Linked DNA regions of Mus musculus: region 2 is linked to region 1. The links are chromatin contacts, called in public promoter capture Hi-C maps. All regions are on one chromosome and are shown on one strand. The core of a region is the stretch at or near the end of the contact, and the rest is flanking DNA. Distances in the headings are between cores, read along the strand shown.

Region 1 (6,654 bases), core at 1,145-3,644:
AGATTTGATGTTTTTATAATAAACTTTCTAGGAAGAGCTGAGACAATGACTGAAACTTAACCTGATTTTTCTTATTATGTATTTATATTATGTATTCAATCACATTTATAAAACTATATTCATTTATATCATACAAATGACTTAAAGGTGGTTTTTTTTCTCATATAAGTCATATCAAAATTACACTGAAAGGTAACACCCAAAAAGAGCAATGAAGAAAATATACCATCTCATAAAGTAATACTATAATATCTTTATATAGCAATGTTACATTTTTTTTTTTTTACTATTTCTCATCTTCTTTCCCTGTCCAAAATTCTGCTTGTTCATTGGAAGCTCAAAATCAAAGTATAATGGCCTAAATGTTTTCCTCTGAATCAGAACACGTTGCTTTGCTTTTCTGGGAATTCTGAGTTCTCACAAGAATTGAGCCCATAGGATTTGTATGCTTATCAAGGGTCTAAGATCCCTTTTTTTCTAATATCTAGAATTTTAGAACACTGTCACTGGGCACATTAATCTATTATCTACTTAATTCTAGCAACATGTTGAGAGCCTTATTCATTTTACAACTAGACAGAGAAAAGGAATAACAGTTTCTCAGAATGAAAACCCAGGAAGCCAAATGGCTGTCATTTCTCCTTCAGTTTAGTACGTATACACAAACGTATTTTGTCCACTTATTTGGCTTTAACACCTTGGAAATACTACTTTTTGTGTGTCTTTTCCTTCTCTTTAAAATACCATTGTTGCTTATAAACCGATGCCAAAGTTAATATCTAAAGTGTTTTTATTCATTCAAATCAACTTAGTACTAGGCTCTTTGATACTGACGTCTCAACAATTTCCAGCCCTGCAAATGTATGTGTGTGTGTGTGTGTGTCTCCTTGTTTCTTCACAACAGTAAAGTAGAAATATAACAGGCCCTAAAGCCAATTCAAAACTTACCTTGCAAATCTGGAAATAGTCTGAAGTCAGGCTTTCCTGAATTTCCTCTCTCGGAAGCCCTGCAGTCCCTCCTGGATGGACAGAGCCACTTCCAGCCCCACCACTGTTACTGCCACTGCTGCTACCACTGCCAGGGGAAGAGGCAGTTAAGCCATCCAAAACTTTTCGGAAATTAAACTTCTTCATTTTAAACACTGTCGAAAAATTAAAAGGAAAAGAGAAGTGGTCACAAACATGGAATTTTACGGGGCAAAAGCCTCTATCTTTTCATTAGTCAAGGCAGGAGTAGCTAGTCCCCATTTTATGAGCATTGGATGTAATCGACGGGGAAGAGGGGTTCGGGCTTCATGTCCTCAAATTTTAACTTTAAAAGGGATATCTTTATAAGATAAAGAGAACACAACTCCAAGAGCAACAGTATTCCTTCCTTCGCACATTCAGATTTTCAAGGGCTTTATCCCCAGCTGTAGCTATGCTTTATCAGCACTGGGGTAAAAATAAAAGGCCGTGTCATCATCGTCATTAGCATTATATCATCATTATTATACAATCAAACCAGAGCCCAACAGACCAAGACCCTATGGACTGTTCTGAAAGGGGGGCTTTCCTTCTTCAGGGTCAACTCATAAATTTTTATTATCGGAAAAAACGATGTTGTAGGGGAACCAGTATTTACTCTTCCACCATGTTTGGGGCTCCCCCCCACACAATCCCATCATCTTCAAAGCTTCCTTTTTCTCAATAGAAACTAGGGGACAGGAAAAAAAATGGCTTTTTTCCATCCCATATACCCAAAAACCTAGACCCCAAAACATCTGCGGTGACTCACGGCCACAGCCGACGGGAGGGGCGAGCGGGGACCGCCTGCCTCCACCTGTCCCCAGCTCCTCTCTTCTGCCCCTCTCCCGCCTCTGGTCTCCCGTGTCCCCTCCCCGCCCGGCTCCCCCTCTGCACAGCAGCGGCTCTCCGGGGGATGTGAGGCGGTGACGCCTGCGGCCCGAGTCCCGCCTCAGCCTGCGGGGCGCGCAGAGCTGGCTCTCTCGCTCCCTCCCAGCCAAGCAGGGCGCTGAGGCTACCACCGCGGGCTACGAGCCCTGGAGCCCTCACAGACAGCCGGGAAGCCACACGCACCTCAGACAGCTGCGCGGGCGCGCTCTCCCTCTTGCACAGGCACACACACACACACACACACACACACACACACACACACACACACACACACACAGGCGTGCGCACAGGTGTGAGGGCAAGCCGCGATGGGACAGCACGGGTGTCCCTGGGGACCCCAGACTTAGCACCTTCCTCAGACGCCACTAGCCGCCGGCCAGCCCGTGAGGCGGAGGGCGCGGAGGCTGCAGGCTCACAGGCGGGCGAAGGTCCAGCCCGGATCCGGCCGCTTCTCGGGTCCCTCTGGTCCTGGTGCCTGGCGCTCTCCGAGGTCCTAACCGAGCGGGCGGGTCTGTCTCAGGCTCCGCCCCCGCCGTGGGAGGTAGGCCCCGCCCCAGTCGGCCCGCACCCTCCTCCCTCCCAGACTCTCGCGCCGGGGGCGGGGCACTCTGGGCACCAGGGGGGCGGGACATCCTCTCGCCAATCACAAGCTCCACTGACCTAAGTCTTAGGGATTCCAGGCAGGAAAGAAGTTTGGGGATAGGTCAGAGAAAAAGCCAGTGACAGGAGGAGGGGATCATTTAGGAAAGTAGGTGATGTATTTGATTGACAGCCATACTAGCCAGTATGCCTTGGCGCCGTGCTTTGGGGGCTGTAATTGGTGCTACCTGTTGAAGGACGCAAGTGTGAATCAATAGAATGCTTGCAAGCTTGAGAACTTGCGCTCCGGGAGTCCCAGGCTGCAGAAAGGGTTACCTTAGGTCGTGCTCTGGACTGTATTGTGGACCCGGCTTTTGGACCGGGCTTATTTTGCAGCCTTCCCCCACCCCCCAGCACCCCTTGAATCTATTTCTGCTCACCAGGGCCAGGTGCATCTAATAGACGATCTCGCTGCCCTGCTATATGCGTTGAACGTAGATTTGTAAATAATCCCTACAAACTGTTAGTTCTCTCCATTAAGTCATCTGTACCAAAATGAATTGGTTTTCGGTGGAAATGTTGGCTTCCAAATCTTAAGGAAATGATTTGCCTACTTTATACAGCCTATGGAAATAGACCAGCGTTCCCCTTCTCCACATAGACAAATTAAATTTTTGAGGAAACATTTCTCTCAAATCATGACAAGATGCATCTTAAGCTTTTTTCTCATTTGAATCATTTTGGAAAATACTCTATTCCATACAGGAAAAAGAAACATCGCACCATTGTGAAGAAGGTGATGTAGTTCTGAGCCCTGACTGGCTTTTGGTAAAAGGCTCAAGGTCCATAACTAACTGTACACTTTAATCTAAGCAACAGGGATCATTAGAAATCGTCCCAAATATTTACTGTCCTACATCTTAGGTATGAAACACCACTTCCAGACCCATCCCTTTCTCTGTCAGAGATGAGAGGGGAGAAAGGGAAGACTTGAATGCCTTATGAATTACTCAGGCAAATAGCAAAGAAACCATGGCGATCAAATCGCGCTCAGATTTTCGGAAACTCAGCTCGGTATTCACATTCTCATTTTGAATGTTCTACTCCTTAACACTTGCAGCACTTCTTTTTGTAACCCTCTCACACTTTCACGGTCAAACCCAGATAGTGATTTTCTTAATAACCATTAAGGAGTAGAACTTTGTGCTTCTAGTTAATTTAGTACCTGGCACAGTATTTCTCTTAGAAAGAGCATTCAAAGGGCTTTAGACAATGGATTAGTTACTGGCTATAAGATAAAGATTTATGAGATGATATCTAACTTATCATGCTTGGGAGGAGTGAAAAATAAGTATGGAAACAAATTTCATATGTGTTATAAACTGGATCTTGAAGTGCTTCTAAATCCTATATCAGATACCTAACAATACCTGTCTTTTGCTGTCTCCTGTTGCCTTTTTTTTTTTTTTTTTTTTCCTTTCTGGCCCATTGTTCATTTCCAAACATCGGAGTTAATGAGAGCTAAAAGATTTTCTTCCTCTTTTTACGTCTAGCTTTTCTTTGAAAGGAGGCGATTTGGTGAGTTAACCATTATTAAATAGAGTGATGGATTTAGAATGCTTTCTTTGCTTCAGCAAAATTTGACCTACCTACTTAAGGGTCAATATGAAAACAAGCCCACAGCATGTGGAGGTCTGGCCTTTTGGTAAAAGTGAAGGAAGAAGATATTCCAGTTCAGCAAAGAGACATAAAATGTTTACAAACAAAACTTAGGTCACTCATCACAAGCATCATACTATCACAAATGTATTCTATGAAAAAAAAAAAAAACCAGAACTGATAAAGGAAAAGCATATTAAACAAGTTAACAAAGATCATGAAGGGAATTCAACAACCTGCTAAGTTAAAAAAAAAAGCTATAAAACACACAGCAGTCCAGATGGGATGACAAATAGGTATGAAAAGTAGAAGAAATGTTGTGTCAAAATATACACGTTTCCAATAAATATTAGAAAGTTAAAACAGCTGGTAAGGTGACTCGGTGGTAAAACATTTGTCTAACTTGTGCAGGGCTGTGCTTTCATTCTCCTAAATAAACACACACATAAAATTAAAAATAAAATGAAATACTATAGTTAGGACTCTCTGGCATAATTTTAAATATTAGCAATTCTCTACAGTAGCACAATAACTTATACATGGTGAATATCCAGCATATGTTAACTTGAATATAAGATAACAAAAGGCAGGAGGCACCTTGTATGTTGGGAAACAGTAAAAAGAATCTTACTACATGAATCATAATGAAATATTTGTGAATGCACATTCCATCCTGAGTTAAAAAGCAACAGGGTGTTATTGTATAAACATTTGGGAAAGGGAATGAGATCAGAAGATACAATATAGCCTATAAACAATATAGAAAATGCTAGAGCTGGGTTAAGTAATGATCACTCCTGGCTTCTTCCTGCCCATGTGACAAGTATAAAGAGCTATATGAAAGAAAAGTGGCCTGAGCTTGATACTTGCAACAAAATAAGTAAATCACAAATCTAATAATCAAATCAACAAAGCTAATAAACTGGAAGGTGTTTAGAATATGTGTCGAAAAGAAAGTACAGCTCACTTTAAGGAGTTACAATCTTGGACTCAAGCCAACAATGAGGGGGATCTAAGCTACTTTTCTACACTGAAAGAGCAATCAAAAAAATTGCACAAAAAACTATACTCATGTGACACTTCTAATAGAAAGGAGTACTTGATGAATTGGCTGAGCTTTGATAAAAGCATGCAGGGAAGACAAAGCAAACTTGTAAATGGTATATTGTATATATAAAGTCCTACCGGGTGGGTGTCACCTATATCCCAAACACTGGAAGCTGTGAACTCCATAAACATCTCATCCATTGACTGCTCATTATAACTCTAGGAGATGGGTAGTTATTCTCCCCACATTATACGTATAAGAAAACATAAGTTTCAGGGGGGAAAAATTGCCTACAGTCACTTAAGATAATCTAGTCTTCAAATCTAGGCCTAACTTCAAAGATTATGTTACTTAACTATTACTAATTTAGAAAAAAAACTAAACAAGGTAGAATAGAAAGGGGGGGGGTAGTCAGTTCTTCTTGAAAATGTAGCTATACATGATTAGTTTACCAGAACTCTTATAACAGTACAAATTGGGTTTCTTAAACAAGAAAATGTATTTTCTCACCACGTTGAAATCTAGAGTTATATTATCAAGGTATCAGCAGGTTTAATTTCTCCTGAAACTTCTAATTGGCTTGCACCTTCTCTGTGGTCTTGCTTGGTCTTTTATCTGTGGGCCAGAACCCTAATGTCAGTGTGTCTAGATTCCCTCATCTTATGATACCTATCAGACTATAGTAGAGGCCACCTTATTGGCCTTGTTTGAATTGAATCTTTATTTTTTTAATTAGGTATTTATTTCATTTACATTTCCAATGCTATCCCAAAAGTCCCCCACACGCTCCCCCACCCACTCCCCACTACCCCCCCCCACTCCCACTTCTTGGCCCTGGCGTTCCCCAGGCCAAGAAGTCTGCACGGCCAATGGGCCTTTCTTTCCACTGATGGCCGACTAGGCCATCTTCTGATACATATGCAGCTAGAGACACGAGCTCCAGGGGGTACTGGTTAGTTCAGAATGTTGTTCCACCTATAGGGTTGCAGATCCCCCCAGCTACTTGGGTACTTTCTCTAACTCCTCCATTGGGGGCTGTCACAATGCCAAAGGAAAATTTTTTCTGACGTTAGGTTGGGGCTTCGACATATGAATTTGGGTGGAGGGATATAACTTATTCCATAACAGTAAATTTGACAATTTCAGGAGAGGATCTACTATGAACTAAATCTGTGTCAATTTTTTTTCATCTGGCTTCTCATTTAATCCTCATAGACATGATACATAGTAGCTATTGACAACTCCATTTTATAGGTGGCAAAACTGAAGCAAAAACAAAACAAAAACAAAGAAAGAAAAGAAAAAAAAAAAAAACAGTGAAGCCATGAGCCCAAGATCATACATCAGCTTGGAAACAGACTGAGATTCATCAGCCCCATTCCAAAGCTTCAAAGCCCTCTATTCATGCTGGTGGTTTTCTTTTAAGAAATCTCATTATACAGATCTTTGATATTTAAAAAAGTTAATTATGG
Region 2 (6,654 bases), core at 2,173-4,672, 910 kb after region 1:
AGCTCTTCCCCCAAACATACAAGCTGTTGCCATTGCTCTTGGTTTCTCCCTAGGATTTGATGGTAAAACCCTAGAGCCACAGACACTAGCCTAGGTCTGTATATCATAAGACACGGAAGAATCGAGCTAGTGCTGACCAGGAAATGTCATCCCTACTGCATAGCTTTAGTGGTGCTGAAACACGTAATCAGGGGAGAAGAGGCATCCGCAGCCCTGCCCTGCAAGTGAACCAGCCCTTCAAGCTACCATAAAGATGAGTCTGGCAGAGAATGCACTCTGCTCAGTAGTGGCAGGGATGTTACGGGAGTGAGCAACAACTTTCTAATCGGATTAAAGGTCCACCTCACAAGGCACAAGTCAAACCTGGTACCACTAACTGGGCCAAAACTCCATGGCTGACCTTGGAGGAGAACCTAATATTACCATTCTGCTAAGTAGACACACTGTTAAACTGAACCCTAACTTCTTAGCTTCACACCCATAGACTATTGTATCCTTCGACCCTCCTCAGGGAAGGCTTTTCCATGCAGTGCCACGTGATTGATACAGAGGCTCACAACTGGTCAACATACAATAATAAGACAGCAGAGTGCTCGGCTCTAAATGAACAGCCACATCTCCCTTCTTCCTTCAAGGCATCTTTACAGAAGAGGGTGGCAGAAAGGCTGTAAGAACACATGGCGTGCATTCACTGATATGTGAATATTAGCCCCAGAGCTCCAAATAACCAGGATACAATTCACAGACCACATGAAGCTCAAAAGGAAGGAAGACCAAAGTGTGGGGACTTCCATCCTTCTTAAAAGGAGAACAAAATACTCACCGGAGGAAATATGGAGAGAAAGTGTAGAGCAGAGAATAAAGGAAAGGTCACCCAGAGACTGTCCCTCCTGGGGATTCATCCCATATGCAGTTACCAAACCCAGACACTGGTGTGGATGCCAAGAAGTGCATGCTGAAAGGAGCCTGATGTGGCTGTCTCCTGAGAGGCCCTGCCAGAGCCTTACAAATACAGAGGTGGATGTTCACAGCCAACCACTGGACTGAGTGCAGGGTCCCCAATAGAGGAGTTAGAGAAAGGACTGAAGGAGTTGAAGGGGTTTGCAACACCATAAGATGAACAGCAATATCAAAAACCAGAATTCCCAGGGCTCCCAGGGACTAAGCTAACAACAAAGGCCCCAGCTGCATATATAACAGAGGACGGCCTTGTCAGGCATCAGTGAGAGGAGAGGTCCTTGGTCCTATGAAGGCTCGATAGATGCCCTAGTGTAGGGGAATCGAGGGTGGGGAGGTGGGAGTGGGTGGGTGGGGAGGTGGGAGTGGGTGGGTGGGGAGGTGGAGGAACACCCTCATAGAAGCAGGGGGAGGGAGAATGGGATAGGGTGTTTCCAGGAGGGAGGGAAACCGGGAAAGGGGATAATATTTGAAATGTAAATAAAGAAAATATCCAATTTTAAAAAGAAGAAAGAAACAAAGGTTGTAAGAAGCAGAAGTAGTGAACATGTACAGGGAAGTCATCAAGCGTGAAGACCTAAGCTCCTTCCCTGGAACCCACATGGTGGAAGGAGAGGATGGACTTCTGCCATTTATCCTCCGACCTCCCACACGCATGCCATGGCAGGTATGCTCGCACATACATACACACTGAATAGATGCTTGTAACAAAAACTTTAAAAATAAACACTTAAATCCTAAAGCAGTTAAACAGGGCAAGGTTCTATGTGGATGGGGAAGATCTCTAAGTCCTGCACGGTGGAAAAATCACATGGCAGTTGGGTTGGTTTGTACGTGAACACAGACATAGATGCAAAGACTGTGGTCTGGTATACACACACCATGCCAGTTGCTTTGGTGGGAGACAGGGACTAGGAGAAGCAGTTAGCTGTATTTACACTGCATTTTACTGAGCATGCAATCAGTCATGAGTCGCTTGACAGTTTAAACAGTGGCCACCTACAAAACCAGTCTAATTGGCTTTGCAGTGGTCGACTGTGTTTATTTCCCAGTCATTTAGCATCAGGCAGATTGCCTGTAGACGAGTCGGCGACATCTTCTATGTAGAACCATTTGCTTCCGCTGTTATGGGGCAAAACCAGCCTCACGACTTTGTGTTTTAGTACGACTTTATTGATTAAAAAAAAAAATAGCTGATGGGCCAGATTTGGCCCATGAGCTATAACTTGGTGATCCCAGTTTAGATTACATTTATTATATAAATAAAGCATTTTTAAGCAAGTATTTTTGTGTATTCAAAAAAGTCTATTAATGAACAGGGTAAGCCAGGCTTCAGAGGCCTTACTTGGAATACTTTAGACTCTGGCCAAGTCATTAGAGACCAAGGATTCCTCTCAGTGTAGATAATTCAGCCACTTTTCATCTGTGTGGTGGTCCTTTGCCTTCCCGGCAGCAATGAAAAACAGTCATGCACGTGCAAGGGACAATGCCACACCTGAAGCACAGAGGGAAGGTTTGGTGGCCTTGAAGGCATCTCCTAAGGTAGCTCCTGGATGTGGAGGAGCCTTAAAGCCATGTCTCTAGCCTGCGCCTCGGGCTGTTGTATGGAGCAGAGATGGGACCTAGGGTACTGAACATAACGGGAATGACTCTGACAAACAGAGTCTAAAGCCGACCACTGTACACGGATATAGTGTGTACTGAGACACCGCTAATGAGAATGTGAGGCCTCGTGACCATCCTGCCGCTGTCTATGTCCCCGGGGGCTGCCAGCACTAACCTGACAAGCTCTGGGAGCCAGTGCTAATAGTTCCTGATTCTCATGGTCTTCAGCAGCGGTGTTTCCTAGGTCAGGGACTCCAACCCTGTCACAGAAGGGGCTCGGCTGCCTATCTAATGCCCGATGTCACATACACAAGGCTTCTGTTGTGATGCTTCCTGGCAACACAAGTGTAGGCCAGGTAGCAGAGCACCTTGGCTCCACAACTGTCTTCATGCTTTGTTTGACCCAGGAAGGAGAAGAGGAGAGAAAAAGGTGTCATTGTCCTCCATACTCCTTCACATTGCTGACCTCCGACCTCATTTGTATCCCCCTCAGCCTTCTGTTCAGAGGCAGAGGGCATCTGACTCTTAGAAAGAGAAAGAAGGAAAGATCATACCTGTCTGGGGGCCACTGCTTTTGTTGGATTTCCCCCTTGGGGTCCACCTTGAAGAATCAGGAACGATGGTTCTGCCCAGAGCTCAGCACACCTGCCGTGGCTACCTGGCTGCACATGGAGATCTCAGCTTAAGTCCTCAGTGTTTCCTATGAGCCAAGGTCAGGCCCCTAGGGAGAGGCTGACCATCCAAGTAGACAAAAGAGCAGTATCTATCCCCGATTCTCACCCTCAGCTAACCTTAGGCTATGTTGTCCACAGGCATAGGAACCATACTTGTTCTTGCCCACAGTACACCCCAGGTCCAATGTAGTAAGGGGCCCCAGTTGGCACTCCCAAGTCCCAAGTCCAGCACCCGAGCTAGCAATGACCAGATTACCGTATTTACTCTTGTTATATCCCCTTCCTATTTTTTTCATAGTTGTCTTCACTGTAAAACATGTAAGGGAGGGGAAGTGTGTTTTAAGTGTTTGCTCTAAGTAATTCTGGGCCAATGTTTGCCTCTCTGAGGGTGATTTTGCCTCTAGAGGTAAAGTGCCTTTGAATCTATAGCTCCTAACACTTTTTTTCCCTAAGTTAATTTCCTGGACAGAAGCAGTTTACGTGAAAGTAAGGAAAAGGCCACACACATGACACTGGCTTGTTGATATGAGAGAGAGGGAGGAAATAGCTTCGAGACAGGTATGACCTTGCAGTTCCAACCACAGGACAGAAAGCTGGCTGGGACTACCAGGAACTGTCTGAGAGTTTTCTCTTCTCTCGGACCCTTCTAGAAGCTTCCTGTCTAGTGGGCTCTGGGGTAGCAGGACATCATCGGGGTGTCCTTGGCCCTGGGGGCTTGCATATCTGGGAAGCCTGACAAGGGACACTTATTTCCACGAGTGGAAGCAGGTCTTTTTTTTTTCTGTACTGAGATGAATGGGCAGGATTCCAGAATGGGCAGGGCACCTCACCAGAAGTCCTGGGGTCACGGGTAAATTATTACAGCTTTTATCATCTCTCGGGGCTCTTCTGGCATACAAAGGTCTCTATTCACCTCTCCTATAAAAATGGCAAGTTATTTACAGCAGAAACAGGGAATCCAGGACAAATGAGGAACTTCCCAAAGGAGAGAAATGCTCTTCGGTTCCTGAGGGATTGTCTGGTCTCTCTTCCTCTGCAGATGCTGTCCTGAGCTCTAGGTGGCATAAGAAGACTGCAGGGCTGCCAGGCATCAACATTTATCTGGGTAGGGCTTTATTTGGAAGCCAGTTTAAACACCCAGTTTGTGGTAGTTACTAAGAACCCCAGACTGGAGGCCCAGAGAGGACCTGAGTCACTCCCACGCATGGCTGGAAAGGAGGAGAAACTGGAGTCCTGACCTCTGCTCAAACTTTCTTCCCCTGCAACCAGCACTAGGAGCTCCTGAACCATCCACCAGAGGCAAGCCTAGGCAGTCAGCGTCCTTGGTCAATTTTATAAAAACATAAACAAAACCATAAATTAAAAAAAAAAAAGAAAAGAAAAAGGAAAACTCAGATAGCCAACTAAATTCATGACACACTAATGGTGCAAGTTCAGGTGAAGCCAAAGGAAGGGAGCAGGGTGGTCCAAGGACCTCCAGGGCACAGAGGTGCCATGGGGTAGACTCAGAGGGGTGATCTCCTCTTTGGTTTTTATTTTTGTTCTGTTGTGGTGGTTGTTTGGGGGGGACATATGCCCTACTTTTCTTTCTGTTCCTGTGATAAATACCATGATCAAAAGCAACTTAGGGGCCGGGTGTGGTGGCACACGCCTTTAATCCTAGCACTCGGGAGGCAGAGGCAGGCGGATTTCTGAGTTCGAGGCCAGCCTGGTCTACAAATGAGTTCCAGGACAGCCAGAGCTACACAGAGAAACCCTGTCCCGAAAAACCAAAAAAAAAAAAAAAAAAAAAAAAAAAAAGCAACTTAGGGGAGGGAAGGTTTATTTAACTTGCTCTTCCAGGACACCATCCATCATTGAGGGAAATCAAATCAGAACTCCAGCAAGGCAAGAACTTGAGGCAGAATCCGTGGAGGAATGCTGCTTACTGGCTTCATCCTCTGGTTTGCTCCTCCTGGGTTACTTGTTTCCCCTGGCTGGCTCCCTCTGGCTTGCTCCCCCTGGCTTGCTCCCTCTGGTTTGTTCAATTTCCCTTGTAATCTTAATATACAATCTGGTTTCTATTCATATCACATATATTTTTCCTCCCCACAATCCCTTTTAAAGTTATCTTCAGAGCTGGTGGGGTAGAACACAAGTTATCTAATAGTGTGTGAGATTGATTTGTAAGTTTTAAATATGTGCAGTTCATCCTCTTTACTCTTACAAAACTCGGGAACAGGCCTGTGTATGAAGAGTAGTTTCCTATTACTGTTAGTTGCTCATTGCTGTGCATCACTGGACAAGACGGGCTCCATTGTGGCGTTTTCATAAGGACTTGAAGTGAATGTATTTTGACCATGATCACTTGCCCCTGAGGAATCCCCTCTCTCTGCACCCTGCTTTCTCTTCTATAATGTGTTCTGTGCAAAATTCGTTTGGAAAAAAACGTGCCATTCAGACCCTGGAGGTCGTTAGCACTGTTTCCGATTCTCTCTGGTTCTCTGGCTTACTGTGAACATTTTTTTTTTTAACAATTTTATTATTCATCGACAAATATCGTATATATCTACCATGGGTCATGCAGGACTTTCCTTTCAATGGACTGACTCTTCAGCTCTCTTCTACTGATAGATACTGTGCAATGGGTCAATTGTGTTACCTAGCAACTAACTACTTCAGGTAAAAATGGCCCCTGATGGGTAAACTGCACCTGTATGGGGAAGACTTGCAAACAACACTCTTAGTGCCCACTGGGGAATCACAGCTGTGAGCCTCTCTCAGTGCAGTTTTATAAGTAGGAATATCTATTTGGGGGGGCCTCTGGAAACTGTGCCCGCAAAATTATTACAGGAGATTCTAACCTCTGGGTTGCAAGGCTTGTACAGCAGGCAGGTCCTGTGCTCACCCAATGTGTTCTGTCTTATATCCTGCTGCCTGTGCCAAATGTGGACTACTCTAACTCTGTGCATACAAACATTTAGTTGAGCCCAACGCCAGTCCCTGGAGTGCACTGCAGACATTTAGGTTGAACCTGACAGTTTCTATGTCACGTTGTGTCTGTGCTGATAAGGAACAATGGTGCTCCAGGATTTACCTTGTCCGCCTCTGAGAAAAAGCTTTACAAACAACGTCCACACATTCCATGATGCTTTATTTGTGATGGAGTACATTATAGGCTAAAATGACCTCCCCCCAAATAACCAATAGTCTTATTTTTTAGATTGCAAGAGTTAAGTTTCAATAGAGCCAACTCTAACTGTCTAATAAACTCAACGATAGGTACCCTAACCTAGATGAGGTGAGCCAGTTTTAGTGAAAGTGCTTCGTTTTCATTGTGTTGTTGTTGTTCTGTTTTAACAACAGACAGTCCGCTCATGCCACACTTGGTTGAAGTAGTGCCCAAGGCTGAATGGAGCTGCTTCCCCTCCTCCAAGAC

Evidence for each region. Promoter capture Hi-C pulls out the DNA fragments that hold promoters and counts their contacts.
Region 2: a contact with region 1 is called in a promoter capture Hi-C map of liver, with 2.9 times the contacts expected there. The contact joins the promoter of Nr1i2 here to the promoter of Stxbp5l in region 1. A contact is called at or near these places in 4 of 39 promoter capture datasets (the 3T3-L1 cell line, frontonasal cranial neural crest and liver).

What each region holds. Positions count from the first base shown.
Region 1 is chr16:37,382,564-37,389,217 of GRCm38.p6, forward strand. Stxbp5l (syntaxin binding protein 5-like) reads right to left here and starts at 2,395. Exons shown (of 28, transcript NM_172440.3): 1 at 2,247-2,395; 2 at 949-1,142. The coding sequence starts at 1,134.
Region 2 is chr16:38,291,402-38,298,055 of GRCm38.p6, forward strand. It overlaps Nr1i2 (nuclear receptor subfamily 1, group I, member 2), which reads right to left and starts at 3,423. Exons shown (of 9, transcript NM_010936.3): 1 at 3,117-3,423. Maats1 (MYCBP-associated, testis expressed 1) reads right to left here. Exons shown (of 17, transcript NM_001081025.1): 17 at 6,353-6,654.